Linked DNA regions of Sus scrofa: regions 1 and 2 are each linked to region 3. Evidence: chromatin contacts called from public HiChIP or PLAC-seq data. All regions are on one chromosome and are shown on one strand. The core of a region is the stretch at or near the end of the contact, and the rest is flanking DNA. Distances in the headings are between cores, read along the strand shown.

What was found. HiChIP or PLAC-seq counts read pairs in DNA pulled down with a chosen protein or histone mark.
Region 1: a contact with region 3 is called in an H3K27ac HiChIP or PLAC-seq map of alveolar macrophages. The contact joins two enhancer-like sites. A contact is called at or near these places in 2 of 5 promoter capture datasets (fetal skeletal muscle and liver), 2 of 47 Hi-C or Micro-C datasets (liver and mesenteric adipose tissue) and 1 of 2 datasets of contacts at active chromatin or transcription factors (alveolar macrophages).
Region 2: an H3K27ac HiChIP or PLAC-seq map of alveolar macrophages shows a contact between it and region 3, with 6 times the contacts expected there. The contact joins two enhancer-like sites. A contact is called at or near these places in 1 of 47 Hi-C or Micro-C datasets (embryonic fibroblasts) and 1 of 2 datasets of contacts at active chromatin or transcription factors (alveolar macrophages).

Annotation. Positions count from the first base shown.
Region 1 is chr8:69,878,435-69,882,761 of Sscrofa11.1, reverse strand. It overlaps LOC106504690 (a long non-coding RNA gene), which reads right to left. Exons shown (of 3, transcript XR_002346496.1): 3 at 2,215-2,519. Among named protein-coding and RNA genes, the nearest start is that of RASSF6, 48 kb to the right of the region's middle. Within about 2 kb of position 2,726, at least 1 of the 83 cell types and tissues checked has an H3K27ac peak or open chromatin away from gene starts, as enhancers often do. A contact at or near this core is called in alveolar macrophages, where this site is marked.
Region 2 is chr8:69,895,618-69,900,284 of Sscrofa11.1, reverse strand. No RefSeq gene overlaps it. Among named protein-coding and RNA genes, the nearest start is that of CXCL8, 35 kb to the left of the region's middle. Within about 2 kb of position 3,219, at least 7 of the 83 cell types and tissues checked have an H3K27ac peak or open chromatin away from gene starts, as enhancers often do. A contact at or near this core is called in alveolar macrophages, where this site is marked.
Region 3 is chr8:70,167,021-70,171,198 of Sscrofa11.1, reverse strand. No RefSeq gene overlaps it. Among named protein-coding and RNA genes, the nearest start is that of MTHFD2L, 11 kb to the left of the region's middle. Within about 2 kb of position 1,853, at least 2 of the 83 cell types and tissues checked have an H3K27ac peak or open chromatin away from gene starts, as enhancers often do. A contact at or near this core is called in alveolar macrophages, where this site is marked.

The sequences.
Region 1 (4,327 bases), core at 1,477-3,976, 290 kb after region 3:
CTCCTCTTCGACCCCTAGCCTGGGAATCTCCATATGCCTCGGGTGAGGCTCTAAAAAGCCAAAAAAAAAAAAAGGCAGAGCGAGTGTTGAGACAGTCCTAGTACTTCTTTCTTTCCACATGCCCACACAGGAGCACCTGACCCTGCCACCTTCTGCTCTATTCCTGAGAATCTTTGTTCCACTGGCTTCCCCGGGGTTACACAATCCCAGTTCCATGGTTTGTTTTGCAGAGTCTCTTTCCTTTTCCATGTTCTAAAAGATTGCTCTTTCCCTCTCCAGTCTTTTACTCTGTATTAGAATTGCCTGTACCCAAGTTATCCAATCTGTTAATAACTCCCAACCTGTATTTTCAAGCCAGATCTCTTTCCTGAATTGAAAAAGTATGTGTCCAGTGTCTTTTGAACACACCCACTTGGATGACTTACAGTTCATCCTAACCAAGTAAATCCCAAACTAATTCATCATCTCCCTCTCAACACTGGAGAGCTTCCCTTGTCTTCTCTGTGAAAGGAACCACCCACAACTTCATTGTCCAAGCGAGAACACTAGAGTCTCCCCCTGACTTGTCCCTCTCTCTTAACCTCCAAATCCTATCAATAAATGGGACTGCTATTCCCCAGTCCACCTACCCACTATCCCTTGTCTGGAGGATGAGAAAATCTTGCTCCACCTTACCCCACTCACCATACTCCAGGCAGAAATCTTCTTTTGTTTGTTCGTCTTTAGAAATGATTTTTCTAAAACGCAAAATGATTGTATAGTTCCTCACCCTAAAAAATTCTGTGATGGCTGTTCTGTTGATAAAGACTAAATTTAATTTAGGGAGTTAGAACACCCTCCATTAACAAGCCCCTAACAAGAGTTGCATGGTCTTCTCCCTTACAGCCTGCTCATAGTCTAAGATCCAATTGTACTGAACATCTCTTAGTTTTAAAAAGTGACACATTATTGGGAGTTTCCTTCGTGGCGCAGTGGTTAACGAATCCAACTAAGAACCATGAGCTTGTGGGTTCCATCCCTGGCCTCCATCAGTGGGTTAAGGATCCGGCGTTGCCGTGAACTGTGGTTTAGGTTACAGACGCGGCTCGGATCCCGCATTGCTGTGGCTGTGGTGTAGGCCAGCGGCTACAGCTCCGATTAGATCCCTAGCCTAGGAACCTCTATATGCCGCAGGAGCAGCCTTAGAAATGGCAAAAAGACAAAAAGACAAAAAAAAAAAAAAAAAAAAAAAAAAAAAGACACATTATTTTGTTGTTGTTGTTCTTTGTTTTTTTTCAGTCCCCCCACCCCCCACCCCACCCATGGCATATGGAAGTTCCCAGGCTAGGAATCAAATTGGAGCTGCAGCGGCCGGCAGGCCTACACCACAGCAACAGCAACGCCAGATCTGAGCCTGTCTGTGACCTACGCCAACTCATGGCAATGTCAGATCCTTAACCCAATGGGTGAGGCCAGAGATTGAACCTGAGCCCTCATGAATACTAGTCAGGTTCATTACTGCTGAGCCACGATGGAAACTCCTGTCTTTGTGGCACTGGACTTTTATACAAGCTCATTTCTCTTCCTAGAACACACTTCCCTCACTCACACAGGAAATGTTTATACATAAAATCTTACATTGCTTATATCTCAGTTCTCAGATTATAGTATTTTAATATTTTGGCTATTGTATTATTACAATGTTACATGGTGAATGTGTGTTACTATTATAATTAAAATTGAATAATTAACATATACATACCCTCTGATGCAATAATTCACTCCCCATGCACATACAATAGAAATGCAAATATATATATTTTTCATCAAAAATCCAATTAGTTGTAATCTTTGCCCTTTCAAATTAATTAAGGGCAATTATATTAAGATTTAAAAAAAAAAAAATAATAGTTGCTACCAGGTGAAGTGTAGAATGGACCACTCTGTACAGTTTCCTATTCATCGATTTTAAAACTAAAAGTTAAAAAATATAATAGTCATTGGCTTAAATATTATCTACCAATTTTATTTCATTATTTTTAATTTTTTTTTTTTAAGGCCGCATCTAGGCATGTGGAAGTTCCCAGGCTAGGGGTCGAATTGGAGATACAGCTGTCGCCTACACCACAGCTGCAGCAACACTGGATCCAAGTCATGTCTACAACGTACACCACAGCTCATGGCAAACTGGATGTTTAACCCACTGAGGCCAAGTATCAAACCTGCTTCTTTGTGGATAGTAGTCAGATTGTTTCCACTGTGCCAAGACAGGAACTCCCTTATCTACTAATTTTAATAAGAATTCCTCTGAAAATCAAAATTCAGCTGGCAATTAAGTATATGAAAAACAACAAATAACAGATGTGTCTTCAATGTTACTTTATCATTTTTTAAAAAAACATTTTTAACTTAAACATTTGAATTATTTATATTTATTGAAATACAAATATCAAAGAAATACATACTGTGCTAACTGTTCCATAGTTCCTAGAACTCAGTGGACTCAGGAGTTCATAGATTATGAAGCCCCAGTGCGACACCTGGAATGATAAATAAACGGAGAAGTGTGATAGAGTTTCAAAGACAAATGAGGATCATTAAAGAAAGAAAGTTTAAGTCAATTGCTATTTTGCTTCTGGGAAATGCCTCATTTTGGTTCCCAGCAAAATGGTCTGGGGAAGGCGAGGGAGAGGAAATGGGAGTGAACTTCTCAGGGCACGTGGCAGGGCCAGTCAAACCCACAGTCACATGGATGAGTGCCATATCCTCCACATTCTCACACCGCCTCCTCTCTTCACTCATGTCTCCTGGTCCAGCTCTCCCCATCTGCCCATAAAATCAATCCATCAGTGATACAAATAAAAAAAATTTAAGTACATAATATAAAAGTGGATGATATCATTAGCAGTGAATTCCCCCACTTGGAAATAAAGATTTCTCCAGCATTATCTGGCCAAAACAGAGCCCTTGATACTCCCTCAGTGAACCAGCTCATCCCCAAGGCTTCCTCAATTTGGTAAAAGTTACCACTATCTACCTAGTTGCTCCAATCAAAAGTCAAGGCCTTTATCACATCTGTAGTTGTATAATGATCATAACAATCTGATTTCACATTCATTTGAGTAATAAAAAAAATGGAAAAAAAAAGATACATGCACCCCTATGCTCATTGCAGAACTATTTATGATATCCAAGACATGGAAGCAAACCAAATGTCCATCAACAGAGGAAAGGATAAAGAAGACATGGGGGGGGTGTATGTGTATAAAATGCAATGATACTAAGCCATAAAACAGAATGAAATAATACCATTTGTAGCAACATGGATGGACATAGAGATTATCATATTAAGTGAAGTAAGTTGAACAGAGAAAGACAAATATGATATCCCTTATCTGGGAAATCTAAAAAAATGATATGAATGAACTAGCTTACAAAGCAGAAACAGACTCACAGAGTTCAAAAACAAATTACCAAAGGGGAAAGGTGGGTGGGGAATAAATTAGGAGTTTGGGATTAGCATATACACACTACTATATATAAAATAGATAATCAGCAAGGACCTACTGTATAGCACAGGGAACTCTATTCAATATTCTGTAGTAATCTATATGGGAAAAGATTTTGAAAAAGAATGGATATATGTATATATGTATAACTAAATCATTTTGCTGTACACTTGAAACTATTACAACATTGTAAATCAACTATACTCAAATATAAAATAAAAATTAAATTTAAAAAAAAAAAGTCAAGGCCTTATCCTCAGTTCCTCTCTTCCCTGCTACACTGCCATTTAATCTATCAGTAAGTCCTCTTACCTTCACTTTCAAAACATTTCTCAAACCCATCTGCATTTCTGTTTTCACCACTACGACCTTAGTCCAAACATCATCACCTCTCATTTGAAGACAACATCTAGAGTGATGATTTTAAAAATTAATCAGGAGTTCCCTTTGTGGCTTAGCAGATTAAAAACCCAACATAGTGTCCCTGAGGATGTAGCTTTGATCCCTGGCCTCGCTCAATGCCTTAAGGACCCAGCATTGCTGTAAGCTGTGACATAAGTCGCAGATGCAGCTTGGATCCAGGTATTGGTATGGCTGTGGTGTAGGCTGACAGCTACAGCTGCAATTCGACCCCAGCAGGGAACTTCCATATGCTTCAGATGTGACCCTAAATCGAAAAAAATCAATCAATCAATCAATAAAAGAAAAGAAAAATAAACAAATCAATCAAATCATATCACTGCCCTGCTTAAAAACTTTCCATGACTCCCCACTCTAACTAGAATAAAGTACTCCTTTAAATTACTGCTTATGACATCCCCTCAGGGTTGTCATAAAAG
Region 2 (4,667 bases), core at 1,970-4,469, 270 kb after region 3:
TTTCATATGAATGGGATGTCAATTTTGATTTCCCATGAAATTCCAGACAGCCATGACCTGGCATTGTGTCTGAACTGCTACTCGATTTAGAATAGTTGGCCAGGAGCCGGCCATCTTTTGGTGTCTCGCTACCTAGACTATAAGCTATTCTCGGGGAAGGGCTGGATCTTGGCCTCTTGAGGAAATACTACCTCCCATGACCTGGAGGTATATATACTGAATACATGCTTAACTCCACTTTGAGGGATTACTTTTGTCTAAATTACCAAGTCATTTTTACAGTTAATTTTATTTTTGTTGAAGTATAGTTGATTTACAATGTTGTGTCAATTTCAGCTGTACAGCAAAATGACTCATTTATTCACATATATACATTCTTTTTTATATTATTTTCCATCATGGTCTATGCCGGGAGACTGGACGTAGTTCCCTGTGCTATGCAGTAGGACCTCGCTATTTATCCATTCTAAATGTAGTAGTTTGCATCTACTAACCAACCCAAACCACCAGGCCACTCCAGTACCCCCCCCCACCTTGGCAACAACAAGTCTGTCCTCTGTCTATGAGTCTGTCTCTGTTTTATAAGGACACAATAGAATTTAGACAATGTGGTCTGTACACAGTAGCATAAGCAATAGTTTCTTTAAAAGCAAAGTCTAAAATGCCATTGTCCTAATCTACAATCCAGTGGGCAGAATGTTGGTTTAAAAAAAAAAAAAAGTTCCTGTTGTGTCTCAGCTATAATGAACCCTAACCCAACCAGTATCCATGAGGACTCAGATTCGATCCCTGGCCCCACTCAGTGGGTTAAGGATCCGGCAGTGTGGTGAGCTGTGGTACAGGTTGCAGATGCGGCTCAGATCTGGCATTGCTGTGGCTGTGGTGTAGGCCAGCAGCTGCAGCTCTGATTCGACCCCTAGCCTGGGAACTTCCATATGCTGTAGGTGCAGCCTTAAAAAAATGTTTGGAATCAGGAGTTCCTGTCATGGCGCAGTGGTTAATGAATCCGACTAGGAACCATGAGGTTGCGGTTTCAGTCCCTGGCCTTGCTCAGTGGGTTGGGGATCCGGCGTTGCTGTGAACTGTGGTGTGGCTCGCAGACACGGCTCAGATCCCGCGTTGCTGTGGCTCTGGCGCAGGCCAGTGGCTACAGCTCTGATTCGACCCCTAGCCTGGGAACCTCCATATGCCACAAGAGTGGACCAAGAAATGGCAAATTGACAAAAAAAAAAAAAAAAAGTTTGGAATCAAAACCACAGGAGATGGAGGGTTTGAGGGCTTTTTACCCAGATCAGGGAGAGGCCTTATCACCTTCCTGCGGCCACAGTGCTAGAGTCTTTCCTGCTCCCCACCCCCTCCTGCTTTATTTAGATTTAATAAGGTATTTTTTTTGTCAAAGAGGAATTTTTATACAGAAATAGAGCAATCTCTGACTTGATATAACCTTTTAGTAAAGAAAAACCAGTATTTGATGTAAAACAAAAATTTTCCCAGTTGCTTTGGGTCCGTTTCCACTTTGGTTTTCTGCAGTTGTTCTTCCAATCACTGCTGTTCTATCAGGCCTTCTAAGTAGCCTCCTGCTACCATTGTTGTGACCACAACTTCAGAACCTGAGAACAAGAGAGCTAACCCTAGGCATTCAGACAACTGGAGTGTCTTCAATTGCTTTAAATTGGGAATGTCACAGAAGAGAGACATGTTCAAACCTTTGTAGAACAACTTTAAGACCAACCATGTTTCGTGACAATGATCTCAATGCACAGTATAACAACTAAAGGTCATAACCATCACACAAGTAGTGTTTTTCTTGCAATTTAGTCTCCATTTAAGTGTGAGTTCCAGGAGAGCAGGGTCTCTGTGGGTACACCCAGCACACAGGTCTGTGCCTAACACAATGAGCTGGAGCCATACATGGTGAAGAGTCAATAGCCATTTGTTGGATTGAGTGAACTTTACCATGGCCCTTGTAACAATGATAACACAGTAGACGTCATGGTATAATTAACAGCGCCCAGAACTGGAAGTTAGGGACCTGCCCGCCACCACCGAGTAACTTTGAAAGAGTAACCTCTCTGAAATTTTTTTGCTCATCAGAAAATTGAGAGAGTTGGAATGTATTATCTTTTAGATCCCTTCCACTCATAAAGGCTATCTCTCTCCACCTTCACTTAAGATAATTTAACACAACTTACCCCAGGACAGGCAGACTTTCTTTGGTCATTGCATGGTACAGTGTTTTCCAGAGAAACGAGGTGAAGGCAATAAAAGTGGTCCCAGAGCTGATCTCTGAGACCCCCTACTTGGAATCTACACTCAGTCATGTGAGCACAGAGAATGCCTCACCAGACTAGGACATTGGGAAGGGATATGTATGAGAAATGCATTTTTTAACACTTCATTTCTAAATGCTTGGTCAATATCTAAAGAACCACCTTCACCAATCAGTCCATGAGGACGAACTCCTGAGCAAGCATCCTCTGCCACAAGAGCTGCGTGGATGGGTAAAACTAGACACCCAAAAGCTAAAGGGGAAATGGAGCCACCCAGTAGAGAACAGTGCATGGGGAGGGCAGAGTTCCCAAGAGGCAGGGTGTTCCTTCAGTATGGCAGGTAGAACTAAGTGACACTGGGAAATGTTTGCTGACCAACAAAGGGCTCCAATAGGAATAAAGGACTGTAATCCTCCTGTTGTAGAATATTTACTTTTTCTGGATATTCAGTGTTCATATTCTATTAGTCACAAGGAGAGAGTTTTTTTAAGCTGGATCTTGAATAAAGTGATGTGGATTCACCATCAAGGGCCAGGCACCTCTGTCCCCAGGTTTAGATGATGCTTTATATATCTTTAGTGAACCCTAGGTGCTTTGAGATGGGAGGGGTGATTGAGAAAGAAACAGAAAGTCGGTGAAACCTCCTGATGCTCTCACCCTGCCCCCAGCCTGTCTCACGTCCAGCCCTGCCAGTAGGACCTTGGCCTTTCTGTGAAATAAATACTCCTTGACTCTAATTCAGAGGAAAATTGGAAGAGCTAGACTCCAAAGTAGGCCAGTAGCATCCATAGTCTAGACCAAAAGGAAACCAGGAAATATTTGGCACAAAGAAATTGCCTTCAAGAAAAATTTTCCATGTAGTATTTGCATGAATTTGTCATGGACCTGCCCTTTCAATAAAGGGCAGGGTTTGGGTGTAGGGGGGTAGCGTGACCTTGAGTCTACTGGCATCCTGTTGTACTTTGCAGGCAAGGTCAGACTGTTTCATCTCTTGCTTCATTTTTGCTTTTCTTCATGGACTCAAGGCTGCCAGATCTGAAGCTACAAATCATTATAATCCAAATTATATGTGCCATGAGTGAGCAGCCTGAATTGTGCAACATTTCACTTGGCTAATATTTCAGTGTCTTGAGTCATAGCCTGACAAGTAACTACAGAAGATGAAGCAGCAAATCCTGAGTCTATGCATGGGAGAAGGAAAAGGAAATTACCACTAGAGGTTAAGCATAACAGGAAATGAGGGGACCACCATCCAACTCCACAGCCTTATTCTAGGATGGAGATTCCTCTCTACTGAATTCAGTGGAATTTGTTCCCATATATTTAATGTAAACTTCACACCTTTGGAAACACATCTCAAGACACGTGATGAACAGTATCTCATATGCAGTCTCTTCCTTACCAGGAAATGACAATAGCCATCAACTTATTAATTCATGAGCAATAAGACATTTCTTAGGTGATAAATGCAAGTTTAGAAATGAATTCCTACCATTGAAGTTCTTCAAGCACTTAGAAACTCTTCGATGAACAAATGTCAATTTGCTCTTTCCATTGGCAACAAATAAAAGAAAGATTTTCTTAAAACCAAGCAAATTCATTATCTTGACAAATGTCAAGTGTGAAGAGTTAGTTTCCCAAACCATCAAATAGTGGGTCTACTTCATGTAGATTTTTCAAAGATTCAAGAAAGACAAAACCATAATTTTCCTCTTTCTTAACCATCTACCCCATTGTTCTATGCTATGATTAAGTGGTTTTAATTAAAATGGTATCCCATTAACTTTCCAATACATTATATTTGAAAGAAACATATGTTTACACCCTGGATACAGATGTCTCCTCTGGAACCTTAACCCTTGAAACTGTACCCCAGCTCCTTCCCAAAATATTCTCCAATTTGTTATGTACTTACTGGGCTCAAAGCACTGTACTATGAAAGTTATGAGAAGAAAAAAATATATAAGTAGAAAAAGAATTTGTTCCAAAAACATAAAATGTAAAATAATCACCACAAATATTTTCAAATCTCAGGTCTTCATCTCTTCTTTCAAAATTCCTTTCCACAACACTTTTCCCAAGTCCAACACTCCACATAGAGGGCTGAACGTAATATACAATACTTTCCCTTTGTCTTGATTAGGTTTTTGCTTTTGTTTTTGTTTTTGTTTTCTATGCTCTCAGCACTTTACTAGGTGGAGTTTGGGTTGATTAGTTATTTTAACTTCTTGGTACACTCCTCAGGGCTGGTCGCCAGGCTTGCCTGTCAACCTCTCTGTCTCAACCACAGTGGAGCTCCGTGACAGAAGGAATTGTCTTCTCAGTGGCTCTCAGAATTCTGTTCAGGAGTTTGATATTTAACATGTGCTTATAGAGTCGGTAAACTGAATACATGTG
Region 3 (4,178 bases), core at 604-3,103:
AGTCCTGATTAAGATCACAGCGCCTGATGAGCCTATGAAAGGAGGCCGGTAGAGTTGGCAGGGAGTGGTAGGCAGGATGTCTTAGATGGTCTGATGTGTTACCTGTCATGGGGAAGAAATGCACCTCACCCAGAAATACACAGAGGGTCTCTTTCTGGAGGTTTTGTCTCAACATCCCGTAGAATCTGGGTGTAACCAGGGTGGAGCTGGCCTCACCAAGGCAGAAGTCATGAAAGAAAAGGGAGATAATGATCCTGGCATCAAGGTTTGGCTCTGCGCTGAACAGGTTTCATAACCTTGGGCAAGTCAGTTAATTTCCTTTTGCCTCACTTCCTGTCACTAGCAAATCGCAGTGGAAAGAAAACGATTAGACTGACTAGGACCCTTCATTAGCTGAGAAACATCTGGAAGGCCCAAGAAAACCCTCCTATAGCAGGGGATGTACAAACTAAGAGCCAGGGAATAAGTAAGAAGTCACCAGATGAACATAAGTAGGAGGTGATAAGATGAAAGATGTACCAGTTAGAGGGAAGAGCATCTGTAAGACCCTGAGCTCAAACAGAAATTGTGTTTGCAGAGAACCAAGAAGTGATTCGATATTCTAGAACATAGTTTTCTAGGGATGAAGTGAGAAAACCTAAAGTGTAAGCCGTTAAGTCATTTGCTCCAGGTCACATGGCTAATAAGGGTCCGATCTCTGAGTTGAGCACGCATGTCTGCACCAGGACCTGCATATAAACGAATTGTGTACAGCTTCTCTATAGTACCATACAAACAGGAGAAGATCATGACCGAGGGCAAAACAGGCCTAATATTCCCCAGTGTCTCTAGGAGATTATAGAGTGAATATTCACTTGATCTTAAAAAGAAAAATAAAGGTGAGAATGCCAAAATGATCACCATTACGTATATAGAATTAGGTCACTAAAGTAAGGAAGCTAAACTTAGTCAAATCATTCAACAGATAACCTATGAACCTTTGTTTCTACTCTTGTCCTATGCAAATAGAGAGAGCAACTTAATATGAATTTTATGACTAATGCAAAAAAAAAGGGTGTTTTATTTTGTTTTTTTTTTTCCTTTTAGGGCCACCCTTGCAGCATATGGAAGTTCCCGGGCTAGGGGTCTAATCAGAGATGAAGCTGCTGGCCTATTCCACAGCCATAGCAACACCAGATCTGAGCTGCATCTGCCACCTATACTGCAGCTTATGGCAGTGCTGGATCCTTAATCCACTGAGCAAGGCCAGGGATCCAACCCACATCTTCAAGGATACTAGCTGGGTTTGTTTCCACTGTGCCACAATGGGAACTCCAACAAACTTTTAATTATTAGTTTTCTTTTTAAAACCTGCTTTCTACTGACTAAATTTTTACTGAACTCTGAAAACCCCTGGTCATTGCGATTATTTTACAAACAAAACAAAACCCCAATCAGATCAATTCAGTTTTATATGGACTTAATATTGGGGTGAACTGTGTTATATATACCACTCAGCATTGACTCATGGAAGGTTACACTGATTGAAGAGCTCATCTTTGTCCTCTGCGTTCTATTGTTTTACTGTGAGGTGACAAGATGTGGAATTATTTCTGTTGGTCGTGCATGTGATTTGTTGGGCCCCTGAATCAGAGGCTTGTTGTCTTTGATGGCCATGGAGCTGCATCACTCATAGCCACTTACAGTAGAACCTTCCGCAGGAGTTCAGGGGATGTCCCAGGGTGGCAGGCGGCTTAACAGTGTCCTTTACTAGTGCTCTTCTCATTTTGATATTGTTTCTGTATACTTCTCTGCTGGCCTTCCCTGTACTTCCCCACTGCAGATGTGCTCTGCAATCCTTGTCACAGAGTCTGCTCTCATTATTCCTTTTCTACCCAATGCTTTATCAGCTGTGGGGGAAGTTGAACCTTCAGCCACACTGTGTTGGAGTTCAAGGATTTCCTCCAAAGGAGGAAGAGGAGGGAGGACATTTTGCTTAATTTTTTCCTAGTAATATACCTATGTTTTGATCTGCAAAAGACAACTTACAGACATTATAATCACTCACATGTCTGATAGAGGTAACAGGTCTCATTACATAAAAGGCATAGTTGTAATTCAAATCTAGAGCAGAGCTTTTGTTTAAATAGGAATCTATTTACGAAGAAAAATGTTTGCCTCAAGATACTTTGGCATGTACTGTACCTGTCTTTCTCTTTTTGATAATGATCATCACCCATACATTTTCAAGAGCCAAACAAATTAATGTTCTTTCACTGTGACTCTAAAAGGAGACTATTTGAATGACTAAAAGTGGAAGCACTGCCTTTAAAAATTGATTTATTTAAAATTCTAAGGTAGGAGTTCCTGTCGTGGCGCAGTGGTTAACGAATCTGACTAGGAACCACGAGGTTGTGGGTTTGATCCCTGGCCTTGCTCAGTGCGTTAAGGATCCGGCATTGCCGTGAGCTGTGGCGTAGGTTGCAGACACGGTTCAGATCCCACGTTGCTGTGGCTCTGGCGTAGGCCAGCAGCTACAGCTCCGATTAGACCCCCTAGCCTGGGAACCTCCATATGCCCCTGGAGTGGCCCTAGAAAAAGCAAAAAGACAAAAATAACATAACATAACATAACATAAATAAAATAAATAAAATAAAATAAAATAAAATTCTAAGGTAATTTAATGTTACTGAGTGAGCTTTCAAAAACAACTACAAAACATATGTATTTCAAACTAAATTTGTCTCAGATATCACACTAACCGTATACTTAGAATACAATGTTCTGTATCTACTACCACAATTTTCTACCATCGACCATAAATAATGTCAGTTACAATGTAAGGTAGGACCTTTGTAGCCATAAGCCAATCAGAACACATTATTAATATGTATGTAATATGTACTATGTACAAGGTTCCTTGCTGAATCAGAGCTACAGCTGTCAGCCTACACCACAGCCACAACCACAGTAACGCTGGATCCTTAGTCCACTGAACAAGGCCAGGGATTGAACCTGCGTCCTCATGGATGAGAGTCAGATTAGTTTCCCCTGAGCCACGACAGGAACTCCATGTGTTCTGTGTTAGGTTTGGGAACCTACACAAGTATCTTCCAAGCTCCCACGAAAGACTATTTACAATATCTTGTTGAGCATTATCTCTCTGGCAATCTTTTTGGTCTATTTTTGTTTGTTCATTTTGCTTTTAGAATCTCATTAAGATCTCACTTATTATTGGAAAGGGAGAGTATACTTTGTTCAAATCACAAGAAAGTACTGTGTCCTATTTAATTAATCCTGACATTGCCAACTGCTGTTCCTAGACCACAGGGCTCTACCTGCATTTCCAGGATTCCTCAGTGTTCATTAGGCTCAGACATAACCATCTCACCTTAATTTGAACTCAGAGTGGAAATTCCAGGATTTGAAAAGAAGGTAATTCAATATTAACTTGTGGTTTAAAAACAAAACTGAAGAACTCATTAATAGCAGTTTACTTCCTTAACCACATAAAGCTGTTAAACATCTATAATAAATGAATTGGTGGGGAGTTCCCATCGTGGTGCATCAGAAAGGAATCCAACTAGGTGGTGCATCAGAAACGAATTCAACTAGGAACCGTGAAGTTGCGGGTTCGATCCCTGGCCTTCTTAGTGGGTTAAGGATCCAGTGTTGCAGTGAGTTGTGGTGTAGGTCGCAGACGTGGCCCAGATCTGGCATTGCTGTGACTGTGGTATAGGCCGGTGGCTACAGCTCGGATTAGACCCCTAGCCCAGGAACCTCCATGTGCCGCTGGTGCGGCCCTAAAAAAAATAAAATAAAAGACAAAAGATAAATGAATTGGTGAAATGTTTATGAGGTTTATTGAGAGCAAGAGAACCTGCTATGATCACTTCCATTCAAGCTTCTACTGAAAATTTTACTAATACAGGAAGGCTAGAAAAGGACAAAACTGTCACTCACAGCAGATGACACAATTGTCTGTGTGGAAAATTTAAAATAATTTACAAATGCATAAGTGGAAGGCTAATGAATACAAAAATAATGTACAAAGATCAGAAAATGCAGTTTTAAAGACACTGTTTACAATAGCATCCATATACAAAAGTCTCTAGAAATAAATTTAACAAATAATATACAAGAAGAGAAAGATGTAATTTTATTTAAAGACTTCAATTTATGAACCACATTGAGTTCAC